2 separate regions of the Canis lupus genome follow, and region 1 is linked to region 2. A link is a contact called in public Hi-C data. All regions are on one chromosome and are shown on one strand. Each heading gives the region's core, a stretch centred on a gene start, on an enhancer-like site or on the middle of the called end of the contact. The rest is flanking DNA. Distances are from core to core; before and after follow the strand shown. Region 1 overlaps LOC111097117 (a long non-coding RNA gene). Region 2 holds the start of LOC119873007 (a long non-coding RNA gene).

Region 1 (6,705 bases), core at 318-2,817, 68 kb before region 2:
AGGCCACCCGGAGAGTTGGCATTAGAGACCTGAACATGTACCAAATCTGAATGTGCTATTTTGTTTCTGTACATTGAATCAGACCGTGTTTCAAAGAGCAGCTTGTGCAAAATGGGGTGGGGGGGGCGACCATCCCCGACTAGTGCGCCCTCACTCAGAGTCAGTGACAGATCGGTTTCGGCCCCCCATTGCCCAGTGTCTTGTCCCCGACAGGAACATACCCTTGGTTATTGCTGCCCAAGGTGATGTCATGCTCACTCGGCCTGAAGGTTCACTTAGGTTGTACCTCTCCTGCAATAAAATGGCTTCAGAAAGACCCACGTTTCCTGCTGTCTCAAGGTAGGAGAGAGAGAGAGAGAGAGAGAGAGAGAGAGAGAGAGAGAGAGAGAGAGGCAGAGCAGGACAGGGCAGGCAGCCACTCTCCCTAAGATGGATGCTGCATGATGTAAGCGGCTGGCTAACTCTCTGGCATCCTTGCAGTTTTAAGTTGCCAGCAAAATATTATTAAAAAGATAAAATACACGCAAACCGTGCAGAATGTAGGGCTGCTGTGTTTACATCCGGGTTTTGATGACTCAAAGACTTAGACTCCGGCTTGCTGAAAAGCTCTATTAAAAACACAGCTTTTGTGAAAGCCCCCAGGGAGCAGGAAGCCGGGCCGGGGTGGGTGGGTGGGTGGGGGGATGGGGAGGGGGTGCGTGATGTCTGGAGGTGGGGGTGGGGGTGGGGACCCTCCCCTCCCCTCCCCCTCCCCACCGAGGGCCCCAGGCCCCGGGCTGCCACTTAAGCCCCCACCCCCCGCGGGAAGAGCTTGGAGGTTAACCTTCTCTCGGCTTTGGAACCAGAGCAGGCAGGGTTAACCTTTTTCCAGAACATTTATTTCACCATCTCACTGACTAGAGGGAGGAGGGGCAGGAGGCAGAGCGAGAGCCTGCCGCGCTGAGAGGCTGCGGATCACAAGGCCATTCTGATAGCCTCCTGTCCCCATGGCAACTGCAACGGCATTTATCAGTTCCTTCTGCGCACAGGCACAGCAAATCTGCATTGCACATGGCAGGCTTCCAGCATTTCAAATGAAAGAGCACTTTGAACGGCTGCCAAGTTTGGAAGGAGCAGAACTGTCAGGGCTGCTTAAAGCTGGCAGTTTATACTGGGGAGGCTTTCGCTTCCCACAATCCTCCGGGCCTGGCGCGCTGCCAAGTACTTAGCGGAAGCTAAAAAGTAACTCGCTCCCCTCCCTCCCCGCCCCTCCCCTGCGCCCTCCTCCCCTCCCCCTGCTCGCACTCCCCCTCCACGCCATTCACCGCAGTGCTCTCAAAATTTTCCACATGTCCTGTGTCACCAGTGCAGGCTGTACAATGAAAACCAGAACGCAGGCTGCCTGCGACCGGGCTCCTATTAATAAGGGGCGGGTGGGGGGGTGCGGGGGACGAGGCGGGCCGGGATCAGAGGCACTGACAGTCGGGGCACCCTGTCCCCGCCGTACCTGCCGCCGCCGCTGGGTGCGAGCCCGCGCGTGCGTGTGTGCATGTGCGCGCGTGTGCATGTGCGCGCGTGTGCATGTGCGCGCGTGTGCATGTGCGCGCGCCTTTCACTCTTAAAAATGCATTAATGAAAATAAAAAATAAGAGCAGCTTCAGAAGGGGTAGACACCCTGAGCACGGGGGTGGGGGTGCGGAGGGTGGGCTTCGGTTGGCTGGTTTGGAGCTTCATTGAGGCTGGAAAATGGAGGTCATGCAGGCAGCGTTGTTCAGATCCAGCCTTTCCAAGAGCCCTGGGGAAGAGGGTTGTTATTGAGAACGGAGCCCGTTTCTAGAGCTTTCCCTGAATCTCTCGAGTGTCACGGTGAAAGCTCTGAGGCCACCGATGGGGAGGGAGTCCGGAGATGGCTTTCCATGGAAAGTTTACCAGATAACTTCTGACCGTCACGCAGAGCACAAGGGCTTCTGCTAGCAGAAACTGGGAAATTGGCATAGCGTTCACTGTGCTGGATTTAAAAAAAAAAAAATTATAATCTACACTGAGATCAAGGGCCCGGGCTTTATTTTCCAGTACAAATAGAACGAAAATTGTCTGCCGCTTAGGCGGTTGGATCGAGTTCAGGAAAACTATGTCTGGCATTAATTCCAAAGTGGAGGTTTTGGTTCAAGCGAGGCCCATTAATTTCAGTAAACTGTTTTCACTAGTCCAGACCCTGCTGTGCAAGGACTATTTATTACCTTTTGCTAACCTGATGTCTGCAGAGTTGTAAAGCAAAGGGAAGAAAAAAAAAATCCAGGGTGGAGATATCTATATCTTGGATCAAATGGGTTTTGCACCTTCCCTTTGGGGGCCATGTTTTATGGGGCGTTTTCTATCCTTGGTTTTTCTTTATCAGGCCCAGTTTTTTTTTTTTTTTTAAATCTATCTTGCAATGAATTAGAGGGGGAAAAAATCCTGATGGGAAGGAATCTGGGTGAGAGCAAATACCTATCTTTTTTGCCTCTTTCAGGGGGGCACCTCCCGGCCACAGGATGTTTTGTGTGCTTGTCCCAGGCTTCCAGGTCCAGTGCAAAGCCCTGACATGATTCACCTCAACGATCCAGTCTAAAATACACCAAGACAGTCAATTTTGGCATTTGTTCTCCCTTAGGAATTTTACTAGCTGCCTTAGAAAAGCACATAAATTGTTTTCCCCTCCCTCTTTTTTTCCCCCGTGCCTCCTCTCTGCATCCCCCTCCCTAGTCCATCTTGATGTCATTTCAAAGAGAAGGATGAAAAGGGGGGATTTGTCAGGAGGTCAGGTTGGTGAATGTGTCTTTCCAGCCCCCAACACACACACACACACACACACACACACACACACACACACACACACCCCAGCTGAGAATGTTAATCAGAATTAAAAGCTAGTCAGTCCTATTAAAGCATCAAACATCAAGACCTAGAGGATGGGGAATATAGGGTGGGGGGGTAGACCGGGTGGGGCTGAAATGTGATTCAGGCCTCTGTACTGACTTATTAAAAGAAAGCAGGGTAAAGGTAGCACCAATTTGATCAGCTTGTCAAATGTCAAAATTATTGGTCTTTTAACTACCCCCCCCAACCCCGCCCCAGCAGAGTCAAGTTTTGTGCCTTTCCCAAGTGTGATTAATCTCTGGCAGAGACCAGAAACAGGAGTAGGTTTCTTGGCTGCCCGTTCTGATAAACAATCTGTTCCTGGGAAGAGTAGGTGAAGGGGGCGTAAATTGAGGGGGTAATCTTGGGGTGTGGTGCCGTGGGGGGGGGGGTCGTCGCCCAGAGGAGGGGGGTGTGAGGCCAGCCTAGCTAACTCTTGCAAAGGTCCGCCTTCCCGGAAAATGCAAGTGACCTTCCTTGGAGCTCGTGGTTTTGGGGTGGGTCAGGTTTCCTGCCTTTAAGAATGTGAGCAGACAGTGAATCCATTCTTGCTGCCAGTTCACAACGTCCAGGAAAGGTCGGGGCGGGTGGCGGGTGGGGGGGGGGACCCAGAGGCCTTGGGGAGCAGGAGGTGAGGGGAGGGCACCCTGGGCATTGCAGACCACCAGGTGGTGTGTGCAGCTGGCCAGGGGAAACTGAGGCAGCCGCAGGGAAGGCTGGGGGCTGGGTGGGGCCCATGGTGCTAGGAAGTATCGCCAAGCAGAACGGGGGTGGGGGGGGTGGGGAGGTGGGGGGGGTTGTGCAGAAGATGTTCAAAACAAAAGGAGGGACAATTTCCCTTCGTTGGAGGTCGCTGGTACGGAAACTGTAGGCAAGAAGCTGGCTGTGGATTTTGCAGTGGGTTTATTGTGTGGGCATCCAGGCAGAAAGCAGCAATCTGAAAAAGTGGGGAGGGGGAGAGTCTGTGGGTGAAGAGAAATCAGTGCCGAGAAGGCTGTGCGCGGCTGGGAAATGTCACTAAGGAGAGTGCAGTGGCCCTGGATACAAGGTGAATAATCGGCTGCCTTTTGGAAAGAAATGTAAAAATATCAATAAAGGCAAGAAACCCTTGTCTTCTCAACTTGAAAAGCAAATCCACCTCTCACCTTCTGCCTCTCCTCCCCACCCCAACCTGCACACACACTCAGGCACCCATACACACACACACACACACACACCCCTCTTGTCCACTCTGCATCCAAGAAGCCTGGACCAGGCTCACTTTCCTTTGGATTTAATTACATGAAAATGCTGAACAAAACCCTGTAATTACACCCTTAGTCCCTGCCACTCAGACCCAGCACACTTCCTGCCTTAGTTTTGTTTTTTAAAGAAGAGGTCATTGCCTCTTTTCTTTCCAAATTGACCAAAACAAAAAAGTAAAAACCCCAAATAAATCCAACTGCTCCAAGCTTCAGCACACCAGGGATTTGGGAAATCTGTGTCCCTCTAGGAAAGATGAGAGAAGACAGCCTGACCTGGCTGCTTTCTCACTCTGGCTCTTAGGTAGAGGGGCAGTCACTGCTTACTCATCTGCCCGCCCAGAAGAACAGAGATGGCAGACTGGCCACCCCAGAAGGAAATCTTCCAGGGACAGGGTGAGTGTGGGCAGGCCTTAGTTAGCACCGGGCCTCCATTTCCAGGTATTTTACTGAGAAGGGCTTGGAGCTGGAAGAGATTTGGGACCCCGGCTCACCTTTCTATGGCCTGATGCATTAACATACAGAATTTCACAGCAAGCCCCTGAAGTAGGGAGAAGAAATTTTAATATCAACACTCACACTCAATGTGTGAGGAAACTGAGGCCCAGAGAGGAGAAATAGATTTCTCTAAGTCACGTGGCTGGCGGGGTGGTGAACAAGCACTGTCTATGCTATTACCTCAGGAGACCAGGACAACTTGAAGGAAATGGAGACTTCTAGATTTGGGGCTGGAACCAGGCAGACCTAGTTCATCATTAGATCCCCAGGACTGAGAAAGTGCTGCCTAAAGGAATAGTTGAATAACGGAATAAATGGCAAATGGAAGAGCACACATTAAGGAGCTGGGGAATGGGAACCCATCAGGCCATCTGGTGGCCCAGTTTCAGCTTTGAAACAAAAGTAAGTGATGAGAATAGTTTCACACCCACTAGGGACATATCAGGCTGGGATCCTTTGGGTCTGGCCAGAGAGGGAAATTCAAGTGAAAACATGGTGGTCCTCTAGATGGATCAGGGTTGGGGGTACCCTTTGTTCCCGCGCTATCTCCAGTGATGCCTACGCCAGGCTTGGTTGTCAGGGGTGTAGACCTCCCCTGGGCTAGAAGTCATTTGTTGTTGTTGTTTTAAGATTTATTTACTTATTTGCCGGTAAAGGGGTGGGGAGCAGAGGAAGAGGAAGGGAGAGGGAATCCCAAGCAGACTCCCAGATGAGCACAGAGCTCCACTCAGGGCACATCCCACAACCCAGAGATCATGACCCCAAGATCATGACCCAAGCTGAAATCAAGAATAGGATACTTAACCTGCTGAGCCACCCAGGCGCCCCTGGGATAGAAGTGTTTTGAGGGCAGCAGCCAGAGTCATCAAGCAGCCTCTAGCCCAACGATAGGACAGTACAGACTAGGTAGGTGTGCACAGTCAGTGTTCTGTGAATTAGGTGAGAACAAAGATTTGCTTCTTGTATGATATGGTATGTGGGACTGGAAGGAGGTTCCTTGCACCATAAAATGCACCCTCTCCACTTTTGTCCTTCGCCTTCATCATTCAGCCTGGGGATCCTCCTCCAGGGTGGACATATAAAATGCATCTGTCCCAGGGAAAGGTAATTTAGTAAGTTTCCTAATAACTTTGGTGTGTTCTAGAGCTTCAGATTGTTCTCCATTACTCCTGCCTAGGGCCAGGGTATAGAAAACCCAGAGAGAGAGAGAGACAGAAAGAGAGTGAGAGAGAGGAAGAGAGAGAAAAAGAGAGAAAATCTCAGGGGATGCCAGGGAAGCATGGTTACACCATTTTGCTCAAAGGTGACTAGTGACTGATTTTACCTCCAAAATAATGGGTGTTCATTTGCGCATAGTTTTGCATCTACTGGGACAGCAGTGACATTCTTAACCCGCAAAGTCCTGTGCGGAGAGGCATTTTTTCTTGCAGTTTCTTAGAGGGACCTAGGGAGTGCCCCCCCATGCCCCTACCCCCCCCCCCCAAAAAAAGCTAGCAGCTGGTGGGTCTGAATAAGGAATGCTAGGTTTAAAGCCAAGAGAACCTGGTCTCTAGTAATTCTGAACTAGCTCTGGACCTGCTTTCCTCACCTATACAGGAGGGTGATGAAAGTAACACCTACCTCACAGGGCCTATGTGGGGATTGGTGAGATAATGTCTGGGAATGCACTTCACGGCCCTAGACAAATGTCATTCATTTTATTGTTCATAATCTCTTACATTTTTATTAAGGACATCATAATATTGTATTTTCTTTTTTCTTTTTTTTAATAATATTGTATTTTCCATGCGGACCAATGAGGCAGGCAAATGAGGCAGTGAAATCATTCCCATTTTACAGACTAAGAAACCAAAGTTAAAGTGATTTGCTCAAGGTCAGACAGCTATTTAGGGTCAGCCAAGTCCAAGTTGAACAACATAATGTAAATATGTGCAATGTAAGCGTCCTCTGTTCCTCCCTCTCCCCGAGTGAGGAGTTGACCGCCCAGCTCAGGCAAGTCAAAATATTTGCAGATCGCGGCCATCCACCCGAACCAGTGACAGCAGTGACGGCTGCCCAGGCTTGACCGTGGGACCGGGAGGCCTCCGGG
Region 2 (6,476 bases), core at 3,836-6,335:
CGCAGAGGGTTGGTCTACTGTTTTTAATTGCTTGATTGCACTTCGGTATCACTCAGGCTTCTAGAACCATGTGTGCAGGGCCCTCGCGCGTGTTGTTATCGCTGCAACTTGAAGCCTGGAAGAGAATACATTGCATAAATATCTGTTGACTACCGCTGAGTCAAGACCTGACTAATGGGGTGCCGCCCAGGGCTTCGGCAATGGCCCTCACCTTGAGGACAGGCCAGGGCGCTGAGCTCCAGGGTAAGGAGCTGACAGAGAAGTGAGAGTGGCTGAAAAGTGAAAGTGAAGCTGACTGGAGAGGAGGGAGCCCCAGAGGGCCCAGCCTGGGGAGGAGGGGCCAGGCCAAGAGTTCACTGAACCCAGTCCGGCGAGGGAGTCAGGCTGGGCTGGCGCGGGGTCGGGATGGGAGGGGGCGCTGTGGGCGGGGAGATGAGCAGACTGCGAAGACAGAACCTGGGTTTTGTAATTAGTCATTGCCCCCTGGGGTGAGGCTGGGAGTTTTCACCGGAGGTGGGTAGACCAGATTTGCAAAATGACAAACAGGGGCTAACCACCAGCTCGGGCCACCACCGTGGGGCTTCCAGGCCTGGTAGCAGAAGTTGAGCTTTCTAGTTTTTTCTCTGTTCCTCCCCACTACATTCAAAATTCTACCAATTCTACCAAATAGTGAAACTGGGAGGGGAAGGCATCTGAGGAGGACTTACCAAAGACCAAACCTACCTTTTTGATCTCCCAGGCTGACCTCTGAGTCTCCACCTGTCCTTACAACAGAAACTGGGGACATGGGGGCACTTGCCACTTGGAAGCCTCAGCAAGTGACCCTTGCATCCAAAGATCTTTTTTTTTTAAATTTTTTTATTTTTAATTTATTTTTTATTGGTGTTCAATTTACTAGCATACAGAATAACCCCCAGTGCCCGTCACCCATTCACTCCCACCCCCCGCCCTCCTCCCCTTCTACCACCCCTAGTTCGTTTCCCAGAGTTAGCAGTCTTTACGTTCTTTTTTAAAAAAAATATTTATTTATTCATGAGAGACACACAGAGAGAGGCAGAGACACAGGCAGAGGGAGAAGCAGGCTCCATGCACGGAGCCTGACGTGAGACTCGACCCTGGGTCTTCAGGATCAAGCCCCGGGCCGAAGGCAGACGCCAAACTGCTGAGCCACCCAGGGATCCCTAAAGATTTATTTATTTATTTGAGAGAGAGAGAGATACAGGGAAGGGCAGAAGGAGAGAGAATCCCAAGCAGACTCACGCGGCGCTGAGCTCAACTTGGAGCTCGATCCCACAACCCTGAGATTATGACCTGAGCAGAAACCAAGAGTCACATGCTCAATCGACTGCTCCACTTAGGTGCCCCAAAGGCAGTGGTTTTCAATGTTTAAAACCATGACCTGGGCAGCCCCGGTGGCGCAGTGGTTTAGTGCCACCTGCAACCCAGAGTGTGATCCTGGAGACCTGGGATCGAGTCCCATGTTGGGCTCCCTGCGTGGAGCCTGCTTCTCCCTCTGCCTGTGTCTATGCATCTCTCTCTCTCTCTCTCTCTCTCTCTCTGTGTGTGTCTCTCATGAATAAATAAATAAAATCTTTAAAAAAATGAAATAAAAAAACCATGACCTACAAGAAATGCATTTCTCATCTCAATCCATTACTCTGATGAGCATTTACATATATATATGTATATCCTGACACAAAAGTTTTATGCAACTAGACATTCCTTTTTATATATGTAGCCTGTGCTGATGCTTTCCCATTCTATTATTCTTTTTAAGATTTTATTATTTATTTATTCGTGAGAGACACAGAGAGAGGCAGAGGGAGAAGCAGGGATCCTCCCTGAGCTGAAAGTAGATGCTCAACCACTGAGCCACCCAGGCATCCCTATTCTATCTCTTTTTTAGAAAATTCTGGGTGCAATCCACTAAATTGATTTCATGACCCATTAATGGGTCTCAACCCACCATCGAAGAACGCTGCTCTAGATGGAGGAGTCAGTTCTTCACTCTGCTGGTCTTCAGCTCCTGACAGCTAGAATTGAGCCCCAGTTTCTTGAGTTTCTTCCCTCCGTGTTCCCCTTACAAATACACCCTGTACCAGACCTCTAGTCCCACGCCACCACCATCATCAGGTTATCAGATCTGTTCTGATCAGACTTCCTCTGATGGCCCCAGACCCCGCTCCTCACAGACAGAGCTAAGCCTAACATCCCAGGAGGGCCACCAGGTTCATATCTGTAGGCTGCTTTCAGCTGTAAGAATACTGCAAGAATAAAATAAACTTCAAGGGGTTAATCATATCACACAAGCAGGAAGCCCAGAGGTAGGTGGCTCCAAAGCTGGATAATTAAGTGATCACATGGCCTTCCATTTATTTCCCAGTTGCCATCCACCAACCTTTGGAAATGCCTTTCTCTACCTTGGTCTCAGTGTGACAAGCATGCTATGTTAAGGGGCTTTTGTGGGTAGCAGGAGAAGGGAAGGGTGGAGCCCGGGTTTCAGCTGGCTGGGTAAGAGAGTGAGTCACCCAGTGGCTGGGCCCCTTCAGCCCCATGTAAGGACAGACCATAGCCGCCCACTGCCCGCCTGGACTGTGTCTGGACAGAAATGGGCATGTCTGCTTTGCAAGGGGCCCCACCTCATGCTCGGATAACCCCATCATGAATCAAGAAGTCCAGAGATGCTTATCAAACCCCTTCTCTCCACGAGTCACAGGCCCTAAAAAGCAGAAATGACTCCTGCCTTCACCTACAGATCCACGCCAGAGCTGAGCAGAGAACCCAACATTCCGTCTCTACCTCAGGGCTGGATACCTTGGAGCTGGAATAAAAGAAGCTCTCTGGTGCCCCCTCATCCTTTGGACTTTTTCTAAGTCCTATCTCCAGCACCCAGACCTTTTCTGTCCACCTGCCCCTTGTCTGCTGGTTTCTCCAGTGAGAGCTGGAGGCAGGGCTGGGGTGGGGGTGTGGTACTGGTGGAGCCTCCACCACTGTCTCAGGCTTTGGTGGTAACGGATAGCATACCCCAACCATGATCCATGTCTAGTAGCACCTAGGACGGTGTGTGAGCCGTGAAGGAACCTGAGATCAACCTCCATTTTAGAGATGTGGACTCTCAGGTCCAGAGAGGGGTAGTGATTCGCCCAATGCCACACAGCTAGTTAGCAGCAGGAGCATGAAGTAGGGTCTCCTGCCCTCCAAAGCCTCCATTCTCACTGTTCCCACCTGCCTGGTCCCTGGTTTGCTTTCTAGTTGGCTCTACCCTCTACTCTCTGAACCCAGAACCAAGTCTAGGGAGCGACTCTGAAGTGTGAGGCTGCCCAATCCATGCTCTCCTGCCAGTGGGGGAAGGCCCTGTGTCCCTCTCCCAAGCTGGTTTTCATCTCCTGCTAGATAAAGCAAAAGGACGGAATGAGAATCCACACCGCAGGCCTAGAGATAATAAATACTAACCCTTCTGAATAAAGTCCTACTTTCAACGAAGGGGAACAGGGCTTGGCAGGCTCTGGGAAGAATTTGCTCCAGGAGCTGGTGCTAGGGAGGGTGTGGTGCCAATCTGTGTGGGAGCTCTGCCTGTGGGCAGAGAGGGAGGGCCCACGGGGGTATGTGCTCGTGCATACGTGTGTGCAGGAAGAAGGTGGGTGGCGTAGACATCCAGGGGAGTGCTGGACTGGGGAGTTGGAATGCCAGAGTTCTCTCTGCCACATGTTAGCCCTGTGACCTTGGAAAAGCTTCAGTGTTCCCAGCTGCCAAATGGGGATGTTAAGAAACCCCTTCCTAGGGTTATTAAGAAGATCCAAACAAGTGGATGGCTGTGAGTGGGCTCCCAGGGACGCAGCATGAGGCTGTTCTGGGATTGAAGTTGGACGAGTCGTCTTGCTCCCCTTGGGTCTTCGCTGGAGCTGAGGGTGTCAGGCAGTATTTGGTCTGGGGAAGGGCAAGGCAGGGCAGGGCAGGGCAGGACAGAGCACAGTGGCTCCAAGCCCCTCTCCTGTGACTTCCTCCCTTACTTCCTTGGCTGCCCTAGGCAGCACTAAATCAGGTCACCACTTGTCTCTCCTTGCAGTGGCTGTCATGCAGGCGGCTCCTGCCCAGCTCCCAATCCAGGTCACTGGCTCCCACACCCCTCCCTTCCCCAGCAGCCAAGGAGACAGCCTCAGTGCTTTTGTTCTTAAGTGCTGCTCATTAGACCCTGGCTGTGTGCCTGACACTGGGCCCATTGCTCTAAGAAGAAATAAGAGGCCCCCTTTGCAGCGTGCGATATGCCAGCCTCCATCACGAGATTGTCTCCCGGAGGGAGATAGGATCACTTCTATTTTATAAGTGAAGAAACTGAGGCTCAAAAAGAAAAAAAAAAAAAAAAAAAAAAGAAAGAAACCGAGGCTCAAAAGGTGAGTATTTCCATCCAGGTCACCCAGCTGGCAAGGGCAGAAGCAAGGTTGAAACCTAGATCTGGCTGATTGCCGAGCCTGTGCTTTTAATCCCCAAGGTCCTGTGTTTCGAAGACAGGAGGCAGAGGGTGCAGGGCAGGCCGGAGCTGGGGGGACCTGGGGAGGAGAGGTGGGGCTCACGCTGAGACTAAGCCGAGGTCCGAGGGGAGCATACGGGGACAGAGGCCCGGAAGGGGGAAAGGCCTGCGGCGTGATGGGGAAGCACACACACTCACCCAGACACACACACACACACACACACACACACAATGGAAAACACCCAGACACACGCAGACACACTGGAAAGAGGCTGGCAAACACCCAAGCACCCGCAGCACCGGCGCACACAGAAAAGACACACGCGCAGACCCAGCTGCACACAAAAGACACACAGGGACCCAGAAATGCACACCCATGTTGATACACATCAGAGACGCGCACAGACCCAGTGACACTCCGACTCCTACACAAACACCCACACACACGCGATCTGGAGGGAAGGGAGGGGAGAGCCAGGGCCGCCTCCTCCAAGGCGAAGGGAAAAGCCTTCCCCAGAAGTGCTGAGTCAGCAGCGGGTGACAAATGAGCCTCCGGGGCGCGGCGGCTGGCGGAGAGCACTTAGCATGCGGAGCGCGTGCGTGCCAGCGCCAGCCCGGCCGGCGAGGGGGCAGGAGGCCCCAGGCTGCCTGCTCAGGGGGAGGCCCCGGGGAGGAAGTGACTCACTTTGACTTTGCAAAGCCGGACTTTGCAGCCCAAGGTCACACAGCAGGCGCTGCCAGCCCGCTTCCTGCGGGGAGGAGGGGAGGCGGGGAGGCCCGGTGGGTCAGGCCTGGGAGAGGCTGGACGCAGGTGGGACGGAGGCTGGAGGCCGGGCGCTGGCCCTTGGCCCTTCCCAGTGTCCCGGCCCCGCAGGCCGGGACAGACAGGGGACCCTGGGCTCCGAGCCTGGCTCCGAGCCGGAGTCTGGGTGCGGAGATCCTGGGGGTCCGTCATAAACCCTCGTCTCCACACCCCAACGTCCACACTGGAATCTAGGAAAGGGGCCATCGCGGCAGGCCTGGGTGGTCGCAGCCACCCCCTGGCCTGGCTCTTCTGCCCTCTGACTTTTGTTATTTATTCTTCAGGAAGCAGCCAGCAAGGTCTTTCTTTTCAAGACATCAATCACATCATTTCCTCCAATGGCTTTCCCCTGCACTTAAAATAAATTCAACTCTTCGTCGTTGGTAACGTCTTTCAATCAGGCCACTCTTGACCCTGGAAGGAAGAACTGTTAAAAAGGACATGAGGGCCACATGGGACCCGGGGCATCCCTGGCCCACAGCCCTACCCTGGACCTGTGTCCACCTCCTGTGTCCTCACCCCTGGCTTTGCAGGACCGACAGGCCCTAATCTCAGCAGAAATGAGATAAACTCAGAGCGTCTCAAAGATGTTGTCACTCTCCATGCAATTACTTTGTGTGAGCCCCTTTATAGCATTCGCTGCTATCTGGGCTTATCTTTTTTATTTGTTTACTTCCATTTTTTTCTGTCCACGCCCCCCTTTCCATAAAAGCTTCTTGATAGCAAAGACCTGTTCTATCCCGTGGGACTATGCTGTGTCCCTAGTACCTGGAAGATTGTTTGGGACATAGTGGTGCTAAGAAACATTTGAGATGTGGTGTGCTGATGAGGGCCAGGCCTGAACGGGCACACATGATTGCAAAAAAACCAGAAAGAGACAGCACATGTGTCCCTAGGGACATGCGAGCAAGGAGCGGGACAGAGCCTGCCGGGGAGTGCTCGTGTGGAGGGCCTACAGGAGCTATGGTAGGGGTAGCCACGGCCCCTAAAACCAGCCAGAAGGCTTCAGAGTATTCCAGGCCTGGCTGAGAATTCCCGCCCTCTAGGTTGCTAGCTTCACGTCTTTAGGCCAGTTATTTACAATCTAGAAAATGAGAATGAAGACACTCTCTCTTCCAGGTGATGGAGGGCTCTGGGGCCCCTCCCAGAGGTCATGGCCTCTCCATGTGAGGTCCTAAGACACGTGGCTCTACCAGAGAAGCCAGA

The links. A called contact is a pair of places that touch in the nucleus more often than the background predicts.
Region 1: a Hi-C map of blood shows a contact between it and region 2, with 1.9 times the contacts expected there. The contact joins two enhancer-like sites. A contact is called at or near these places in 3 of 9 Hi-C or Micro-C datasets (blood, skin fibroblasts and tumor fibroblasts).

The regions. Positions count from the first base shown.
Region 1 is chr8:50,187,898-50,194,602 of UU_Cfam_GSD_1.0, reverse strand. LOC111097117 (a long non-coding RNA gene) reads right to left here. Exons shown (of 3, transcript XR_005363585.1): 2 at 2,470-2,586; 3 at 1,422-1,774. Among named protein-coding and RNA genes, the nearest start is that of IRF2BPL, 8.2 kb to the right of the region's middle. Within about 2 kb of position 1,567, at least 7 of the 20 cell types and tissues checked have an H3K27ac peak or open chromatin away from gene starts, as enhancers often do. A contact at or near this core is called in blood, where this site is marked.
Region 2 is chr8:50,123,355-50,129,830 of UU_Cfam_GSD_1.0, reverse strand. It overlaps LOC119873007 (a long non-coding RNA gene), which reads right to left and starts at 292. Exons shown (of 3, transcript XR_005362905.1): 1 at 212-292; 2 at 1-115. Within about 2 kb of position 5,085, at least 14 of the 20 cell types and tissues checked have an H3K27ac peak or open chromatin away from gene starts, as enhancers often do. A contact at or near this core is called in blood, where this site is marked.